Regions from separate parts of the Mus musculus genome. Here regions 1, 3, 4, 5, 6 and 7 are each linked to region 2. Evidence: chromatin contacts called from public promoter capture Hi-C data. All regions are on one chromosome and are shown on one strand. The core of a region is the stretch at or near the end of the contact, and the rest is flanking DNA. Distances in the headings are between cores, read along the strand shown. Region 1 holds the start of D830031N03Rik (RIKEN cDNA D830031N03 gene). Region 2 holds the start of Meaf6 (MYST/Esa1-associated factor 6). Region 3 holds the start of Akirin1 (akirin 1). Region 4 holds the start of Ago3 (argonaute RISC catalytic subunit 3). Region 5 holds the start of Psmb2 (proteasome (prosome, macropain) subunit, beta type 2). Region 6 holds the start of Pabpc4 (poly(A) binding protein, cytoplasmic 4). Region 7 holds the start of Sfpq (splicing factor proline/glutamine rich (polypyrimidine tract binding protein associated)).

Region 1 (2,700 bases), core at 29-2,528, 1.7 Mb after region 2:
TCACTGCCAAATCTCCACACACCAGTGACTCGTTTTATTTACTGTTTGTGTGAAGAGTAGAAATAACTTTCTCATAAGTTTTATCATCTATATTAACTACTTGGGCCAACAGGACTTTGTACATTTTAACTGACCTTTTTCATCCTCATGAAATCCGAGGGACCATCATAAAGGGAGTCAAGTATTACACCTCAAAGAGATGCAAGCTACCTCTGGCAGGCAGTCTTCTGGGTTGCTTTGTACTTTTCTTAACAATTACAGGGTCTCTAGATAGCTTTCCTAAAATCCAGAACGTAGTTTGCAGGATTGTGTAACACATTTCTCTAATATTTTCATTCTTGAGACTTGAAATATGAACTCATGCTTTTCATCTAGCCCTTCAGAGGCTCAGATTTCCTTGGACGTGCACAGCGGTTATAGCCAATCCAGGTGTTGGTCATGGGCTGTTCCTGCTAGAGTCTCCACTGCCCTGCAACCCGCACCCCATTTTCCGGTCATTAAGACCGCTGAAGTCTGAGCAGAGAAATCCAGGTGGCGAAATGGGCCAAGATCTGACATACTTGAGAAGGGAAACTGTGCCTAGAGTTTATCCAATAACTTGGTTCCTGAGTCTAACTTAATTCCTTGGCATGCCAAGAAAAGACTGTGTTTAAGGCTAGCCTGTTCTTTGGTCAGCGCCAGAGGTGACATTGGAAAAATACAGGGATAGTCGTTGGCGGCAAAGCTGGAGCCTAGGATAGTGCAGACCGCCCACCCCAGCCCGTACGTCTCTACCGGCAGATGGGGCCCCCGAGTGGCCCTAGCCACTACCGGCTGGTAGTGGGGGCGGCGGGGGCGCCCCTTCTGGGTTCGCCCTTGGGCTGGGCTCCCATCCCGCCGGTTGGAAAGAAGCGGGGGCGGAGGGGCCGGGCCAGCGTTGTGAGGGCGGGGCTTTCCTTTGTCAGGGGATTTGCCCGGCATGACCAGGACTGCCCCTCTCCTCTCACCCTCGCAGGCGGGGACACTATTACTCCCGTGGGTGAGGAGGGAGTGAGCTAGAGGGGGTGCGGGATGAGCTGGAGTCCCTCGCCCCAACCCCGGGAAGCCCCTCCCTCGCCGCCTTGGCCTCCAATCCTTGCCTCCGCCCCCTCCCCTCCCGGCGGGGCTCCCTATAGGCCCCGCCCCCGTCCTCCTCCCTAGCAGTCGGCGCCGCGCGCTCCCGGGCTTCCAAGGGGGCTGCCCGGGCGGGGCAGCGGCTGTGGCGGGGCTAGAAGGGGGAGGAGATCCGCCCGCCACCCGAGCACTTCCAGCCAGCGGCGTGTGAGCGGGCCGCGCGGCGTGAGAGAGGCGGGCTCGCCCCCCTCGTGCGGCCGGAGCGGAGCCTTTTGTTCCCGGCCAGAAGTTTGCATGCCGGGACCGTGACAGCTGCGGGCGGGGAGGACGGCTGCAGGGCCGGCGGCGTGGTGGAGAAAAGAGGCGACTGCTTGTCATGCAGCCCACGACGCGGCGGCTGGGGGCCGGGGACCTGCAGTGGCCGGGGAGGCGGCGCCCACAGGACACGGGACTTACTGCTGCCGGAGGGACAAACTAACTTCCTGAGCGCTAGACCCAAGGCCGGCCCGCCGGGAGCCACCTGCAAGGTTGCGGTGAGGCGACCCTGGCCCTCCGGGGCGCGAGGCATGGCGCGGGTTTGCGGGCGGTGCTAAGTGAGTCCAGACTGCCTCTTGGCCGCTGCCGCAGCCTGCCCGCCTTCTGAAAGGCCCAGCGTGGGCCTCCACTCGCCTTGTTTTGCGGCCACGATACAGTGTTGGCTTGGAAGCCACAACAATGCCATGATGTTTTGGAGACAGGAAGCCCCAAGCTGGCCCCGAATGAAGGACTTCCTGTGTTTAAAGTTGCAGGAATATCCGCTGACCAGCCCTGTTCAAATGCAAACACCCAACTAGAGAGGACGAATGGCTAATTCAGACCAGCTGGACTCTTTAGGGCTGAACACAGGATAAAATGAAAGGAATTCTTAGGAGCTTGGACCATACTTGAAGGCTAGAGAGGGTGTGCCATTGTTATAAAGGACATAGTTGGTATACATTTTCTGCTTCCAACTCAGCTTTGGTGCGAATCGAGTGAAACTAGATATTGAATAAGACTTGTCAATATCAAACGATTTTTTTGCTGACTGAATTTGAAAGGGCTTTAGAAAAGTAAAACCAGAAGCCATACAAGTATTTGTTTTATGTTTATTGATTAAATAATATCATTTGTCTTTCTGCAGTTATGAGGCTGCTAGCCTGTGAGGGAAAACCTGTTTGTCTTATTAGAGTTTCTCCCAAAATGGTTTCAAATTGGGAACTTCCAGATCTTTCTGAAAGGCAGATGCAATTGGTGGTTTGGAGTATAAACATGTAAGAGGACTTACAATTCATGTAGAATGTATTTTGAGAGAACCCGTGGCGGGGAAAAAAAACTTTTGAAAGATTGATGGTTCATCTTTATTGAAAAAGTATGGGTAAGCCACTTAGCAGGCCAGACTGTTTAAGGCGGAACCCTACCTGCCTGGGTAAAGGGGAAGATGAGGATGGCTATATAGAAGATTGCTATGTTCCACAGCGGTCTATATACGATACAATGAGGATAAATGAACAGATTGACCAGGGGTCAAAACTTAATCAGACGTCAAAAAGCACCATGGAGAAGATGGAAGGAAGTACCATATCCAGCAAT
Region 2 (2,700 bases), core at 201-2,700:
ATCAGTCAGAAGTCAGAGGGAGAAAGAGCTATGTGATCTGTGAATCCGAGGCCAGCCTGCTTTACTTAGTGAGTTCCAGGCTAACCAGGGCTACATAGTAAGACCATGTTTTAAATCAAAACAAAAATCCTGCAGCCAAATATTAGTAGAGGATAAAATGGAGAGATACTATTAGATTTTTTTTTCTTCCAGACAGGGTTTCTCTGTATAGCCCTGGCTGTCCTGGAACTTACTCTGTTGACCAGGCTGGCCTCGAACTCAGAAATCTACCTGCCTCTGCTTCCCAAGTGCTGGGATTAAAGGCGTGCACCACCAGTGCTCAGCTAATACTACTAGATTTTGACACTCACTTTTGATTGGTCAAATACCGATCCCAGCCACGGATAATATTGCCATACATCTGAGTGTCTTCCAGGTAGCTTCCTTCAAAAGCATATATCTGTCTCTCCAAGTTTGCAAGTGTTTCCTAGGTGATGAAAACAGGGACAGGGAAAAACAAGCATTAAGCAAACTGAAATTCCGTCACAGACTTGTAAAGTCAAGCTTACCCACAATGAACCATTTCTGTGGAAGTGTAGGGGTGATGGACCCCTTTATAAATAGAATGAAATGTATAGTCTATCCTCAGAAAATGCACACACATGCAAGATTTTGCATCTACTTCAGAGGCAAAACCTAGCTGTCACGAGCAGGGATGAGACAGACCGTGAGCTGTCTCCATTCTCACTCACTAAATGTGTTGCTACCAGCAGCGAGAAGGGTGAACAGCTTTTCAAAAGCATCTCTTCTACATCAACTGCTTCCTCCCTGCTAGCTCTGGAAGGGCCGCCCGCAGTGGATGCCGGTTGCTATGGAAACCTGGAAGGGCAGCTTCAGGTGAGCTTTGCCTCCCGGATGCTCGCCGTAAAAGGCGGGAGCCTACAGGGCAGTCAGCAGGGTGCCGGCGGCTCCTGGTGCGCGTCACCAATCCAAATTCCCTAGGCTGCGTCTTGGGTCTCCCGCCAGCCCCGTTCCTTGGCATCCTCAAATACACCACATTCCCCGGCCATTGAAACGCGCCGCCCATGGAATCCATCGTGCATCTTCTCCAGGCCGGGGTCTAGCCGCCTCCTTTCCAACCGCTAACCCGACCTGAGCGTCGTCCCCGCCTCCTGCCTCTCGCCCTTCCCGCGCCCTCACCGCCCCGCCCCGCCCCACTGAGCGCAGGCCGGGAACCGCGCCGCCGCAGGGAACCGCGCCGCGCCCGGCCGCCCAGAGCGCCCAGACCCTGGCTGCCCGCCGTCCTCGCCTCCGGAGCTGCCTGCGAGGCCAAGTGGGGACGGCGTCCAGGCCTCGGCCACTCACCGCCAGCTCCTGCTTCCGCTTAACCAGCTCGGCCAGCTCCCGCCGGGTGTCTGGGATCTGCGGCGGCGCCGTCTTGTTGTGCATCGCCATGTTGGGCTCAAGCGGCGGCGGAGGCGGCGGCGCGCGACCAGTAGGCGGACCCTGCGCACTGTCGCCGCTGGCCGCCAGGGGGCGCGACCCCCCACACCGCGCCTGCGCGCGCGGCTTCCGGGGAAGCTGGCCGGCTCAGCGCGCGAAAGCCGGCGCGGAGAGGCGCTTGTACGTGTGGGACCTTCCTTGCTGCTCCACTGTGGGCCTCTGAGCTTAACAGACACCCACAGACATTCACTACATCGAGAACCCAGCTGCAGCATAGGCCTGTTGAGTATTCCATATGTCTCCCGGCAGACGAGGTCCTTGCAACACCACCCAACTGCAGGTGGAAAACCTGAGCAAGGTTCCGCCCACCAACCGGGTTGCAGAGAAGATCCCCAAACCAACATCTTGCTGGGTTTAGCACAGGCAAGCAGATCTCCTGTTGTACGTGGTTTGCCGGAGGGGAAGGATTATGAAAGAATTAGCTTCTATCTTCAGATCCAGAACTGTATCCAGGCTGGTATTGAACAGAAACAGACCGTGAGTTTATCGTCCTGCCTCTGCCTTCCCACTGCTGGGATTCCATGTGTTGAGCATGCCCGCTGTTAATAGGTGCTGGGGATGGATCTCAGGACAGACGAAGCAAGCACTCTACAGGTACACCCTGAGCCCACCTCTGCATTCTCAGTGCTCAGCAACGTCACTCGTAGTTTAGGTGGCGTTCTTTGCCCCCATGGGTGGATGTCCTTGGGTTTCTATGCCCTAGATGTATATTGTTCAACAGGTATGAGAAATTCTCAATTTTCTAAAACTCCTCTTGCCTAATTTTCTCTCTCACAAACCTCTTCACTAATCTCTTGTTCCTCTCCAGTAGTACATGCCTATAATTCTAGCACCCAAGAGGCCGCGGTAAAAGAAGCAGGAAGGTCAAGGTACTACATAGTATTTGGGCCAGTAAGACTATATAAGACAGTTTCACCACCACCCCCCAAAAAAGAAAGTCAAGGCTGTAGATGAAACTCAGTTGGTAAAATATCTGCCTAAGCCCAAGCTTGCACAAATCCCTGAATTTGAGTCTAGCATCTCTTCCTTTCCTGCCAGCCTGGCCCACAGAAGAACCTCCCAGGGCCAGGCATGGTGGCACATGTCTTTATTCCCAGCACTCAGGGGACTCGAAGACAGACAGGACAGCTGTTTTGAGGGGGAAAAAATCAAGATGAGCCTCAACTACACAGAGAATTTGAGGCTAGCCTAGGCTCAAAAAAATAACAATCAGACCTT
Region 3 (2,707 bases), core at 163-2,662, 1.3 Mb after region 2:
AATTCAGTCATTTACCACCAAGATAATTGTGAGGTTTTTTTTTTTTAAAAAAAACTCTAATGTTTTATTTCTAGATTTTAGTTTAAACCACGTTACATCTATATTGACAATAAATGTGCTAAAATAAACTTAACATGGGTAATGTGCCTAGGGAGGCTTGAATCCCAATATGGCAAAACAAACAGAAAACCAGCAATTTGGTATGCTGTGCTGTCTTATATTTTACAGAAATAAATGTGAAAGTATATGACCTATGTTATGATCTTTAAAGAGTTTGTAGAAACGGAAGAGGACTCAGAGAAAAGCAACCAAAACGAACAGGAGGAGAAGGAAGAAGAGGCGGAGAAGGAGGAGGAAGATTGGAGATAGTATGCCTTTATTGTCTAACCCCAAGTGTGTTGAAGTACTGTGACAGCCATCTTGGCAATTAGAAATGAGTATCTAAAATTTGGACTGTTCTAGAAAAATCTGTTACAGAGATAATGTTAAAGCCAGATTACAGGAATCACAGCCACTAATATACAAATAATTACAGAAAGGCTTTGAATGTGGAGGTGTTGTTCTGATGACTCTATTGATGTATTTGAAAGCACTGGAGTTACTCCCCAGGAAAATTACAACCAGAGTTCCCTAAAGCAGAACCTCCCTGTTTTCTATTCATTTGCTGAATATCAAAAGCATTTTCCAGCCAACAGTACGGCAGAGAATCTCGATTGACCCGAGGAAGAACCAGTCTGAGTTGCCAAGTCGGATGAGGAAGCCAACTGCCAAATCAGCTATCAGGGGAAGTTCCTAACACCCTGGTATCACTTGGTTAGACAGTTTAAGCCAGTGAGTTTTCTGGTAGGATTGTTTTTTGTTTTTTTTTTTTTCCTTTTAATCCTTTTTTGCGTAACACATATCCATTTAGTGATCCGATTAATGGCCGGGTCATCTATCCCCAAAATACATTCATTTGTAACACACCTCCCCTTCCAATTTTGCCCATGATTGCACAGGGTTCGTGGATTAAATAAAGTCTATCCTTAGATAACCCGGTTATGTTTGTGAAGATTTCCTGGGACTCAAGACAAAATCCTTTGATAACCCTTTAGAATCACCTCTTTTATCGGTCACGCGGCCAAGGGAACCCCGGTCTCCCAGGGTCTCTCCCATCCCCCGCCCCCGAGGCCCCTGCCGCGCAGGTGCGAAAGACCTCCCAGGCCACTCCGGCAGAGAGCGTGAAGGGGGGGGCCCTGGGAGGGGCGGGGGCGGGGGTGTTGCTAGGCGACCACGCTCTCCGCCCAGACCGGCCTACTTCTTCCGCAGGGGGCGCCATGGGCCGAGCCCAGGCTCGCGGGCCTCCCGGATCGGCCCTTTTCCGACTTCTTCCCCTCTGCCGGGCGGTGGCGCACGCCCGTGACGTCACAGGAGGCGGGGCCAGCGCGGCTGCCGGGTGCCGGAGGCGCCATTGGAGCCGGCTTGGCTTGGGAGCCGTAGCTGAAGAGTTGGATCCAGGGCAGTCCTTGCTGCCGCGTCTGCGTCTGGTCTCTGGCCCTTCCGCGGGATGGCGTGCGGGGCGACACTGAAGCGGCCCATGGAGTTCGAGGCGGCGCTGCTGAGCCCCGGTTCCCCGAAGCGGCGACGCTGCGCCCCTCTGCCCGGCCCCACTCCGGGCCTCAGGCCCCCGGACGCCGAGCCGCCGCCGCTTCAGATGCAGACGCCGCCGGCGAGCCTCCAGCAGCCTGCCCCACCCGGCAGCGAGCGTCGTCTTCCAACTCCCGGTAACCTGCGCTGCTGCTGCGGACTTGGCAGGAAGCCAGGCCCGGGCGTGGGGGGCGGGGAGGGTGCGGGGGTCGTGGACACCGGCCGAGATCACCTCCGCACCCCATATCGGCCTTGGGAGAAAAAGGAACTGGGGTGCTGCTGGGCCCGGTTGCTTCCGGGGACGAGAGACATCCGGGAAGGGCAGTGACCCCACAGTGTCGGTTTTCGGGTTTCCTGGAGCTGGAGAGTCTGAGGGGTGGGCACCAAAATGAGGTGGGGATACCCCAGACCGCCGAAGGCTCTTGGTGTCCCTGAAGCCCCTCCTGCCTCCGCTTGTGCGGAACCTCCCGGGAGATCCAGTGGGCCATGGAAAATTGGATTCTGCTCACGAACCCAGCCATGAGTGGGGCGGGAGACGGATAGAGGGGAAGGGGCGTGAGCGTATGTAGCGCCGCAAGGTGCTTTTAGGAAGACTTGATTTCTAGAATTCTTTAGGGAGCAGAAGCCATGGAATGCAATTTCAACCAGACTATTTCTTAAGAGACGGACTGACCTTGTTTTATCGTGTGGCTATTGTCTTGTTTCGGGTATGGCTTGAAGTGGGTAGTTGGTTGGCTAGTATTTGAGAATCCTTAAGTATACAGAGATTCTGTACTCAAAATTCAAATATCTAATACAGTGACTCGACTTGAGTAAGGCACTTCGTTTTAGACAAGGCAAAAAGAAGGACTCATGGGGCAGTAAAGATGCCTATCATATTGCAGTAGGAGGAGGGAACGCGCTTCAGCACCCATATTCAGCAAATTAGAGGGATCCCAGAAATAATCCCTCAAAAGTGGATTTGGCCAAGTTGTTTCTTTGTTTTCTTCTTATTGTTGTTCCTCAAGCATTAGGAAAACCTGCAGTCCCTTTAAATCATTTTTCCCCCTTACATCTTGCAGTCTCTAGTGCCTCTAGTTTT
Region 4 (2,700 bases), core at 138-2,637, 1.3 Mb before region 2:
TTCTTGCCTCCAAGACACCAGAAGTGCAGAGACCAGACACCACCACACACATTTGAAAACAAATAAAAGCATGCTGTTTGTCACCACACCATGTTTTTCTGGAAGCTAGTTGAGCTTGCATTCATTCAAAGAACTAGTTCCAGAATCAAGAGATTGGGGGTAGGATAGGTCCTTCCACAAGTCTGAGATTTAGTTCTTATGGCTTAGGTCAATATGGATTGTATATAATCAGAGCTTGAACATGACTTTTAAGATGTGCTCATTCATCTGAGGATGTGATATTTTAAAAGTGATAAGAGTATTTCTTTTCAGTCAACAGGAAGAGAGGCAGAATTGGTGTGCTAGATGTGGCTTGGAGTCACTTCCATGTATTAAATGTTTATTATGTAGTCAGCATATTTATTAAGTACCTCAAAATTGTAACTATTGTAAATATTTTTGTTACTAACATTTGGGAGGTTTTTGTTTTTTGTTTTCCTTTCAGTTTTTCTGATGAGGAAACTAAAGTCCAAAGATAAAGTGACTAATCCAAAAACCCAAAACGGGGAGGGAAGGGATCGTGAAAATAAAATCTTTCTCAATTCTCTTTTTTAAAAAAGAAATATATGTCAAAACATTACTGGTTCATTGGGACACGGGGAAAAATACTGAATCATTGCTAAGCTTGCATGAAGTATCTGGTTTCACGAAGCCAAGTATTTTTAAAAGACGGACTATTTGCCGGATAATGAGCTGGGTCTAGTCTCCCAAAGGTTCCAAGTCAGCAGAAAAGCACCAGACTGGATCGGATCGGGGAAACTGGAGGCTGACCAATTTAGCTGTAAAAGTCTCGAGTCCCAAGGAAGAGAAGGTTTAGCAGGTGTTTAAACACCGGAAGGTCGTTTAGGTTCCTCAACGTATTGGGAGACTGTTTAAACATAAACGTAATTCCATCTGGTATACATGGAACATCCCGTTTCTTGTTCATCCGTTTAAAAACTATATTGAACTTGTGGTCACCGCCTAGTGCACGTGCTCCAAGCGGGTGTGGCAGACGGAGCTGGGAGGGAGGATGCCCTTGGCTGGTCACCCGCCACTCTCAGGTAGGATGTACCTCAGGTAAGCTCCGCGGGCAGGCAGCGATGTCGCCTCAAGCAGCGGTCCTCACCCGGGAGGCTGGCACGGGGAAAGCTGGCCTCTCGCTCGGGATTGTCGCCGTCAGGCACAGCGGGTGCAGGGCGACCGCCCATCCGCGGCTCCGCCCCAGCCAGGCACCGGCTCACCCGCCCACAGATCCCCAGACCTTGTTGCTCCCGCAAGGCTCTGGCTCCAGGCGAGCTGCCGACCCGGAGGGAGAGCGGGGCGGGATCCGGAGAGCGGAAGTGACGCGAGCGGGCTTCCGGGGGCGACCGGGAAAAGCGAGCGGCTGCGGCGGCGGGGCGGCTGGCGGGTCGGGAAGCTGCACGCGTCAGCATCTGTGGGCGACGCAAGTTCCGGACCTGGTTCCAGCGTCCTCACTCAGGACTGTCGCCGCTCTTACCTCGCTGCAGGCTGTCTGTCTCTCCCGACTGTGCCTCTTGTGCCCGGAGCTTTCCGAGGGCGTCCGCTCCTCGCCTCTGTGGTGGCACCCTTCTCTCGTGAAGCACTCCCCCCAGCTCCATGAATGGAAATCGGCTCCGCAGGTGAGGCGAGCTGCGGGACAGGGCAGGTGGGGTCGTTACCCCGATGTTGTCCCCTGAGCATCCTTGTTCCTTCCACTTCAGGTGCTGTCAGCGCACATAGTGAGGGAGTTGCGGGCTTTCAGGCCCGATGCGGGTGTCCTCTCCACAGCCCAGGGACCTACACTCTTGGGGTCATTGAGTTGGCGAAACTACAAGGAGGGCTTAAGTTTGGAGTTCTGTAGGTGATGACATCCCCCTAGAGTGCTTTCCCCTGAGAATGGAGAGAAGTTTGCCCTTGCTTTTGGAATTCTTGTTGGAAATATAAAGGGCGCGCTTGTCCTTTAACCGGGTCGTGTGTCCCATGGATGCAGAACAAGTCAGGCATAACCCTTATCTACCTATTAGTGTAGTTTGAGGATACTCTGAGATAATCAATGATTACGTTTCTAATTGGTGCTCGGGCGACGTCAGATGCAAGATGGCATTGCTCCCACCCCTGGTTCTCAGTGTCTGAGTGTGTAGTTTCTGAGGAGCTCGGAGATGTCCTGTCGCTCTGGACCACTGCTTACTAGAAGGCAGAGCTTCAGGATGCTGACACTATTTCCCCTCTATTTTCTATTCCCTGCACAGGAAATCTGGAATTTAGGATTTGTCTCTTGAGGAAAAAAAAAAAAAAAAAAAAAAGAGGTCTTGAGAAAGGAAGCCGGCCTGGATAGTGCTTGTCTTTAAAAAGGAAAAAGTAGTCAGCGATTCTAAAGTAGTTGATAGAGTAACATGAAATAGGTGTTACATAACGGCCTGCTGGCCCAGCAGTCACCCTGTTCTCCAGTTTGAAAGTTCTCTCCATCCACAAGATCAGTAATATATTGTTTTCATATATTTGGGGGATTGCCTTGTTATTATGTCCTAGCAAGTCACTGAATTTCATATCTCATCTTGCCAATTTGAAAGGTCCCCAAATATAAGAGAAAAAAAAAAACCCAAAACTAAAACTAGCAACATAGAAGGCCTTCAAATCAGTTCAGGGCATAATTGTCGAAGGGATACAAAAAGGCATTTC
Region 5 (2,700 bases), core at 158-2,657, 1.6 Mb before region 2:
CATATGTTGCCACTGAATTGTAGACTCAGTCCCAAATTACACAGATTTGAACCTAGGTTCTACCACCTGTAAGCTTAGAAACTTTTTCTTTGATAATTTTAAAATTTTTATTTATTTATTTAGAGACTCTCTCTCTTGTTCTGCACAGGTGCACATTGCCACAGAACAGGTGCACAGGTCAGAGGACAACCTGCAGGATGTTGGGGTGGGGTCTCTTCCTCTGCCATCTGGGTTCTGGGACCAAACTCCGGTTGTGAAGCCTGGGCAAAAGCATCTTTACTACTGAGTTATTTCAACATCTCCTTAAGAAAGTTTTGTACATATACACACATATACACACACACACATACATATATACACATACATAGATATGTATACGCACACATATATGTACACACACACACATATATATGCATGTGTGTTATATATAATATATACTATATCTATACATCTTAGTTATACATATTCTGTCTCCAAAACTAACTGCAAGAAGGGCACATAGTAGAGCCAAACTTTTAACAAATTAAAATGTTAACGATGGACACACCTGATACATATATGCTTCAGTTTGTTAAGTGTTTGTCCAATGCTAACTCCTTCACTCAATCCTCTCAACAAGTTTTGAGTTGGTTATTAGTAATTTGAGAGATAAGAAAATCTGGGCACGGGAAAAAAAATAACGTACAAAACTCACAGAGCAAATAAAGAGAGGCCATCTCTGCTGCATTCCACTATTTAACGACAAGTAAAATCTAGCAGCCAGGGAAAGGCGGAAGAGGCTCTGAGGTGAGCCACTGAAGACAGCGGAAGCAGAGTGGAAATGCCAAACTCTGGGGAGTCTCACTCTCCCCAAGATCCCACCTTAGGGCACCCACAAATTATAACTTCTATCTGGGGCGACTGAAACTTGCCAGAAATTCAGAAATTGGAGGCGCCGGGCACACACTTGAGCTCTCATAAACTTAATTCCCTCACGCTGAGCAACTCTCACCTAGCAAGCCTCATCTGACCCAGAATCCCAAACTAGAGCCCTAAGCTTGTCTGCCGGCTCCCCCGGCTTCTCAATCCTGCAGTGCCAGCAGGGCAGAGCACACTGGGCTCCATCTTCCAAGCTGCCCAGAGGGAGGCCCACGGTCCCCTTCACCAACTCCCGCCGACTGCCCCTCCAGCCAGGCCCGCCGGGCCTCCCCCTGCTTCCTCTCACCGTCCTTCATCTGGACAATATTGCTGGCGGCCACTCGGTCGGAAGCGACGAGGACATAGTCTGGGCCCTGGATGCCAATGAGGTACTCCATGGTGCCGGGAAGCGGGAGGCTGCAGAGGCCACGGACAGGGACACTTCCCGGGTACACGACCTCACCAGTGAGACAGCACACCCGGACTGAGCTGGGGGTGACGCAAGACGCGCGACGGCCCAGTCACTGGCGCGGCCCAATGACGTCACCTCTCGCGAGAGAGCAGGCGGGAGCTTGGGTGCTTTTCCGCGCTGAGATTGCGGAGTGGGCTGGTCTAGAGGTGTGGTTTGGAAACGTAGCTGTGGGTGATGGGGCGTTGCGTTTCCTTATCTACCAAGTCGAATTTTAGAGTTTGCACGCAAATCAAGCCGTACCCTGTGTAAGAAGTACCAGCACGTGTGGGTGCTACAGAGGAGAGGAGGTCTTCAGCTTTCTGGTTTTCATTTCCTTGCTCGTTAAACAAACGGGAAAATTTTCCCTGCAAGCCAGATTGAAGAACAATTTCCCCGAGCCATAGAGTTAAGGACCAGGGGAGCAGCCTAGGACAACACATCTCAAAAGCAAAACAAACAAACAAACAAAAAACCTACTTGGCGGTGGTTCCCTCTTGAAATCCTAGTACTGGATAGACAGAGGCAGAAAGCACGTTAGTCAAGCCTGTCCCTCGAACCCACGGTAGAAAGAACAGACTCCCCAAAGTTTTCCTCTGACCATCACACTAGCGCGTTCATCCCCAATACAAATAATTTTTAAAAAAAATTTTAAATTTAAATATTTTACTATACTTCTGTTTCATTACATTTAAAATATTATTTTAAAAATGTATTTATTAATGTAAATGAGCTAAATACCTAATAAAAATGGGAAAAAAAAGTATTTATTTACACTCCAGCCATTGCCCCCCTCCCCAAAGTTCCTCATCCCAACAAATTTTTAAATGTTCACTTTTATTTACTTATTTTTTATATTTTGATTTGTCCCGACAGGATTTCTTGGCTACTCTGAAACTCACTCTTATAGACTAGGCTGACCTCGAACTCAGAGATCCACCTGCCTCTGCTTTCTGAGTGCTGGGATTAATGTATTGTGACACCACCACCCGGCCTTTTTTGAGAGATGGGGTATTACTACTATGTAGCCTTGGTTGTCCTGGAACTAATTTAATTGTGTTGACCAGACTAACTTCAAATTCACAAAAATCTGCCTTCCTCTAACTCATCAGTGCTAGAATTAAATTCCTGATCCACATGCCCTACATGAAATATTTTGGAAAGAGTAAGATAGGAAATTAGGGATGGACTGGAGAGATGGACCCGTGCTTAAGAACACTGGCTGCTCTTCTGGAAGACCTGGAATCAATTTCCAGTACCCATAAGGCAACTGGAAGACAGCTATCAGCAACTCTGGTGTATCTCTGTCCTCTGAAGGCACTTCACACACTTGATGCACACACATACATTCAGGC
Region 6 (2,700 bases), core at 41-2,540, 1.8 Mb after region 2:
CAGTCAGTTCAGGTTAGAGCCCCCAGTTTTGCAACCTACACTTTCAGGTGTCATTTCAATGCACTGAGTGCCAGACCCACTTCTACCTGAGTGGGGCTAGACACACTAGAATACCCAAGTCCCTTTATTCGGATCCCGAATTACACAAATCTCCTTGGGTTCCAACCCCTGCTCTACCCCACCCCCACCCAGTAGCCCAAGGTCATCAGGTTAGCAAGTGGTGGGAGACTGAAGCCAGGGTCATGACCACATGCCTGGCTCATTTTGCTTCCACCCAAGGCTTCTCAGGCAACATGCTGTTATGTTCCCCGGTCCTGGCAGTTTGGCCTCCGCCTTCAGGATTCCCAAGGTCCCCAGGAATCTCCCGAATGTGTGCACACCGCTACTACTCACCGTCAGCTGGCTGCTGGAAGTTGACGTAGGCATAACCCAGAGAGCGCCGGGTGATCATATCGCGACAGACCCGGATGGACAGCACAGGCCCCGCAGGGCTAAACTTTTCATACAGCATGGCTTCGGTGACGTCCGAGTGCAAATCGCCCACGTATAAGGAGGCCATGGGGTAGCTGCTGGCTGCAGCGTTCATCTCCCCACCCCCCACGACCCCGAGCCCCGCCAGGAGGACTTCTAACAAGGCCTACTGCAGGACAAAAGGGGCTCCGAGGAGCTATGGCACGCGCCGCAGCGCACAGGTGGCACCAGCGACGCCGGAGAAGGCTGGAGCAGGGAGGCTCCGAGCCGGGACCCGTGTGCGGGACGACTTGCACGGGACTGCAAAAGCCCCAAGACAAAAGGCTCTCAAAAACAATATGGCCCGCTCCTGGAGTTTGTACTCTCCAGCTGTCCTGGCTTGAGGCTTAAAAAATAAAAATTAAAGTAGGAAATCCCCTCGTAAAGGGGGCAAAAAATTTTCAAGAGGCAATCAGATGCTGCGCTCACGGCCGCCTTGGGAACACGCGTTTCGTGATAAATATAGGCCCCGGACTCCCGGCGGTTTACAGTTACAGCAGCCCAGGAAGGGGGAAACCAAATCTTTGCGGGTGCCGGCGAAGGGCAGTGCGGACACGTGGTGCGGCCAGCCGGGGCGCGGGGCTGCCACGCGGCGCAGAGGCGTGCAGGGGCGGGCCGGGCCGAGGGGGATGGCTCACCACCGGACGGACAGACAGACGCTGACGGACAGGCAGGCCGGAAGCTGTGAAAGTCACTTCCCCACGGGCTCCCAGCACAAGTCGCTGTCTGGTTCTTTTTCTTCTTTTTTTCCCTTTTGCTTTTTTTTTTCCTCTTCTTTTCTTTTCTTTTTTTTTTTTTTAAGGTTTTTGAGGCTTTTGTGTTTTTTTTAAGCTTTTTCTTTTTTCTGCTTCAGGCGTGCTGAGCCCAAACGCAACACTGATGGCTGCGACCCGGGGCGGAGAGAGGCGGCTGGAGCCGCCACCGCTCCATTTATACCCTCCCGCCCCGGGCGCTGCTGGTCGAAGGGCGCCTCGAGACCTGGGCGCAGTCGTGCCCGCCCACTCTGCCCCGGGGGCCCAAGGCGGGGCAGTCACACCAGAGTGACCTGGAGCCGCCCGCAAGGTGTCACAGCGTCCCCTTGCGTTTGGAGGACCAGCAGCACGCACCTGTATGATTCTCTTTCTGCAGTGTATGGATTGAGTCATGTCCTCCCCAAGACCCACACGCAGGTATAATGTTTAAAACATCCATGAAATGCCCAAATCTACACAAAGGGATGCTAAAGTACAGCTACTAGGTGGCCCAATACATGGTTGAGCTGAATACGTAAGACATACGAAAGTTTTAAGAACATATAACCTTGAGGTTGGATTTTGGAGGTCATTAGAAATGGTGGTGGTATCTTAGGTGATGAGACTGTTTTTGAAAAGATGAACAAATCTTGCCAAAGCTTTTATAAAACAAAACGTGACTGTCCGCTCCTGTTTTGTTCTGGTGGCACGCCTACAGCTTAGTTTGTGCAAAAGGAGAAGAGGAGAAGAAAGGTGTATTTGGGCTCATGGTTCTTGTATAAGGGAGCTATCTCTAGTGATGTCCTTACAAGGCATCTCGTGGCGACTCATGGCACAACACAAAGAGAATGCATCTGTGCATGTGAAACAATGTTTTTGTTACTATGTAAACGCTAGTTAAGAGTTTACGCTTAGATGATGAAGGGTAATCATTGACTTTTTACCCAAATGAAGGTTTCACTGACCATTTGAAGATCATGTTATCTCATGAGACTAAATATGTGGAGTTATAGCAGTATTTCCTTACTCCATAAGTGCCAGGGACCATTTTTTTTTCTATCCTTATATTCACTCAAACCAGAAATTAGCAAAAGCTAGACAGATACTCGTCTACTGGTTGAAGCAAACAATTGAGGAAATATAAGTATTTAATCAATCAATTCATTCCAATAAATGGCTAATCAGAGCTCCCCCCCCAGCAGATGCCATGGTTGCCATGGTTACCATGGTATACAAGTAAGAGTCCCTCCTTACCTCTGAGAATAATTTCTGGTGACTATATTAAATAAAGAAGCCTTGCTAGGTGTAGTGACTCACACCTTTAGTCTCAGCACTTGGGAGACCGATCCCCCCTGAGTATTTGTGACCAACCAAATGGATATTGCAAGTTCCAAGCCAGCCAGGGCTACATAGTGAGACCGGTCTTTTAAAAAAAAAAAAAAAAAAGCCGGGCGTGGTG
Region 7 (2,700 bases), core at 96-2,595, 1.9 Mb before region 2:
GAGTATACAAAATGCTTTGAAACACATCGCCTCTTTATCAGCAAACGCCAATCAATACACCTCTGACGTCAACAAATAGCTCTAAATGCAGACTAGGAAGACAGCACCAAGTTGCCCTGTTTTCTCCCAAACAGAGGCCTCCGACGTGCACTAGTTGGGTCCCAAGGGACCGGACCGCTAGCCTCTAGCGGATTACCGCCAAGACGTGAGGATGCCCTCCCGCTGGAAGCCAATCCCTAGCGGCCTCCACAGCCCGCCGCGCGTCCGCCCCGCCTGCGCAAGCATGCGCAGGAGCGCTTCCGGCAGGGGACAAAATGGAGGCCCTCTAGGCTGCGGGCGGGGGGGAAGAGGAAAAAAAAACGCCGAGGGTAGGCAGGCGCCGCCATCTTAGGGAAACGGACGGCTTTGCTCGAGAACCCGCTCACCTCCGAGTCGGAGATCTTCTCCTCCGTGCGCGGTCCCGGTCCGCCGGGAGGGGGCCCCTGGTGGTGCTGCTGGTGGTAGGGCGCATGATGCTGCCGGCCCCCACGGGGCTCGCCGCCACCTCGGTGTGGTGGCTTCGGGTGGCCACCAGGAGCGCCCATGCCCGGGCCACCTCCAGGCTTAGGCCCACCGGGCATCTTGCCGCCTTTTGGACCGCCAGGGCCTGGCCCCGGCTTAGGCCCCGGCCCGGCGCCCCCGGCGGGCGGTGGCGGAGGGCCGCCGGTCTGTGGAGGGGTGGTCGAGACTCCGCTGCTCGGCGTCGATGGGGGAGGCGGTCCGGGGGCGGTGGAGGGGACGGCGGGCGGCGGAGTCGGGGTTGGACCAGGGCCCGGAGGGGCGCCGGTGGTCGGGGGGTTGGCGGGCGGAGCCGAGACCGCCGGCGGAGGCGCACTGCTCACCCCCGGCGCCGAGCCGGGGCCTTGGGGGACGACGGGCTTGGATTCCTGCGGCGGAGGCGGGGGCTGTTGATGGGGCGGCTGGTGCGGCGGCGGCTGCTGGTGCGGCGGCGGCTGCTGCGGCGGAGGCTGCTGCGGCGGCGGCTGCTGCTGCTGCTGGTGAGGAGGTGGAGGCGGGAGCGGCGGCTTCGGGCCGCCAGGGCCCGGGCCCATGGGGCCGCGGTTCTGGTTGAGGCCCATGCCCGGCGGCGGAGAGCGGAAGTCGTGAAGGCCGCCGCGGCCGCCACCTCCTCCACGCCGGTGAAAGCCTCCACCGCCGCCACCGCGACTCCGGAACCGATCCCGAGACATAGCTGTAGTCAAGGGGCGGTCGAGGCAGAAGCGGAGAAGTCGCTCAGGGAACGTGGTTGCCACCTTGCTGAGCACAAAATGGCGGACGACACAAGCTGCGCGCCGCCTTTGTCCTCTTCTTAAATAGGACAGTTCGGCCTGGCCCGCCTTCCCTAGATTGACAGCTCGGACAGCCAATAGCAAGTACAGTACTTGATGATGAAACCTAAGTTTTTCCAATTGGCTCCCTAGTGAGAGGCGGGAGGTAGGGAGGGCTGGGATTTCCATTTGACCAATAAACGGATAAGAAAGTGTCTATACGCCTTTGTGATTTGTTGGAAGAAATTTGAATGGGCATGCCCTGCAACTTTCGCGTGAAATTAAATATCCAGGGCCCTATCAGCTCCTGATAGCGCTGAAAGGCTATTTTCTTTCCTCTTATGAGTAGTCCGCTATTCTTGGCTAACATCTTCGCTGGGTTCAAGGTTATAAATTGAACTTGTGCTGTCTCTTATTCCTACGCCAATGAAGTTAGAGTCAATTTCACAGAGTTTAATCTCAACGGTTTTACTTTTATTGAAACCCTATCAAAGGCTAGCAGATTGGCAAACACGTGAGCCCAAAATTTGGGAGGAGGAGGCACTAGTAATCAGGACTGCAAGTTTATCTTTACATTATCAATTACATTGAGTTCAAAACCAGCTTGGGCTACATGAAACGTAATAAAATAAAAATAATAAAATAAAATAGAAGCCCCGGTTGTTTTGGCATATGCCTTTAATCCTAGCACTCTGGAAGCAGAAAGGACTCCAAGTTCAAAGCCAGCCTGGGCTGCATAGTAAATTCCAGGACAGCCAGGACTGCACAAAGAAACCCTGCCTCCAAAAAAATTAATGAATAAATAAAAGTAAAGATTTAAGAAAAAGGAAGCCGGGTGTGAGTTCCAGGACAGCCAGGGCTATACAGAGAAACCCTGTCTTGAAAAACCAAAAAAAAAAAAAAAAAAAAAAAAAAAAGGGAAAAAAAAAAACATTATTTCATAGCAACACGTTTGTTGTAATACTATAAAATTTGCCATTAGGTTTGAGTGAATGCAGTCTTTGTCCAAGAGGGAAAAGTATGGAGAGAGCTGAGGACACAGCCTTTGGGGTTCTGGCTTGTGTGACATGCAGAAGACTCACTTTATTCTCCAGCAGAAGGGTAAATGAGGTAGATGTGACTCCATGTGTGTGTACAGTAACAATTTACAAGCACAAATCATGGGAGAGGAAATTGTTTTTGATTTTGTTCAAGACGGGGTTACTCTGCATAGCCCTGGCTGTCCTAGAACTACTTCTGTAGACCAGACTGGCCTCAAACTCAGCCCTCCACCTGCCTCTGCCTCCCAGGTGCTGGGACTAAAAGCATGCATCCACCAGGTCAGCCGAGATTTCCTTTTTATTCCCTCCCTTTAAAGCTTCATGAACATTGGGTTTTAACCGGGATGGGGCTG

What was found. Promoter capture Hi-C pulls out the DNA fragments that hold promoters and counts their contacts.
Region 1: a promoter capture Hi-C map of pre-B cells shows a contact between it and region 2, with 2.6 times the contacts expected there. The contact joins the promoter of D830031N03Rik here to the promoter of Meaf6 in region 2. A contact is called at or near these places in 1 of 39 promoter capture datasets (pre-B cells) and 1 of 9 other capture datasets (liver).
Region 3: a contact with region 2 is called in a promoter capture Hi-C map of liver, with 2.3 times the contacts expected there. The contact joins the promoter of Akirin1 here to the promoter of Meaf6 in region 2. A contact is called at or near these places in 3 of 39 promoter capture datasets (liver and pre-B cells), 1 of 484 Hi-C or Micro-C datasets (B cells) and 2 of 9 other capture datasets (adipose tissue and liver).
Region 4: a contact with region 2 is called in a promoter capture Hi-C map of the C10 cell line, with 2.6 times the contacts expected there. The contact joins the promoter of Ago3 here to the promoter of Meaf6 in region 2. A contact is called at or near these places in 2 of 39 promoter capture datasets (the C10 cell line and hippocampal neurons).
Region 5: a contact with region 2 is called in a promoter capture Hi-C map of pre-B cells, with 3 times the contacts expected there. The contact joins the promoter of Psmb2 here to the promoter of Meaf6 in region 2. A contact is called at or near these places in 2 of 39 promoter capture datasets (liver and pre-B cells).
Region 6: a contact with region 2 is called in a promoter capture Hi-C map of pre-B cells, with 2.5 times the contacts expected there. The contact joins the promoter of Pabpc4 here to the promoter of Meaf6 in region 2. A contact is called at or near these places in 2 of 39 promoter capture datasets (liver and pre-B cells).
Region 7: a contact with region 2 is called in a promoter capture Hi-C map of liver, with 2.4 times the contacts expected there. The contact joins the promoter of Sfpq here to the promoter of Meaf6 in region 2. A contact is called at or near these places in 4 of 39 promoter capture datasets (liver, neutrophils and pre-B cells) and 2 of 9 other capture datasets (adipose tissue and liver).

Annotation. Positions count from the first base shown.
Region 1 is chr4:123,410,489-123,413,188 of GRCm38.p6, reverse strand. It overlaps D830031N03Rik (RIKEN cDNA D830031N03 gene), which reads left to right and starts at 1,278. Exons shown (of 1, transcript NM_001167918.1): 1 at 1,278-2,700. The coding sequence starts at 2,482. The region is part of intron 57 of Macf1 (microtubule-actin crosslinking factor 1); the gene reads left to right.
Region 2 is chr4:125,083,911-125,086,610 of GRCm38.p6, reverse strand. Meaf6 (MYST/Esa1-associated factor 6) reads right to left here and starts at 1,450. Exons shown (of 8, transcript NM_001374123.1): 1 at 1,345-1,450; 2 at 351-466. The coding sequence starts at 1,434.
Region 3 is chr4:123,749,004-123,751,710 of GRCm38.p6, reverse strand. Akirin1 (akirin 1) reads left to right here and starts at 1,412. Exons shown (of 5, transcript NM_023423.3): 1 at 1,412-1,763. The coding sequence starts at 1,547.
Region 4 is chr4:126,428,229-126,430,928 of GRCm38.p6, reverse strand. Ago3 (argonaute RISC catalytic subunit 3) reads left to right here and starts at 1,387. Exons shown (of 19, transcript NM_153402.2): 1 at 1,387-1,661. The coding sequence starts at 1,643.
Region 5 is chr4:126,676,350-126,679,049 of GRCm38.p6, reverse strand. It overlaps Psmb2 (proteasome (prosome, macropain) subunit, beta type 2), which reads right to left and starts at 1,407. Exons shown (of 6, transcript NM_011970.4): 1 at 1,205-1,407. The coding sequence starts at 1,295.
Region 6 is chr4:123,281,501-123,284,200 of GRCm38.p6, reverse strand. Pabpc4 (poly(A) binding protein, cytoplasmic 4) reads right to left here and starts at 1,290. Exons shown (of 15, transcript NM_130881.3): 1 at 394-1,290. The coding sequence starts at 586.
Region 7 is chr4:127,019,946-127,022,645 of GRCm38.p6, reverse strand. It overlaps Sfpq (splicing factor proline/glutamine rich (polypyrimidine tract binding protein associated)), which reads right to left and starts at 1,345. Exons shown (of 10, transcript NM_023603.3): 1 at 426-1,345. The coding sequence starts at 1,229.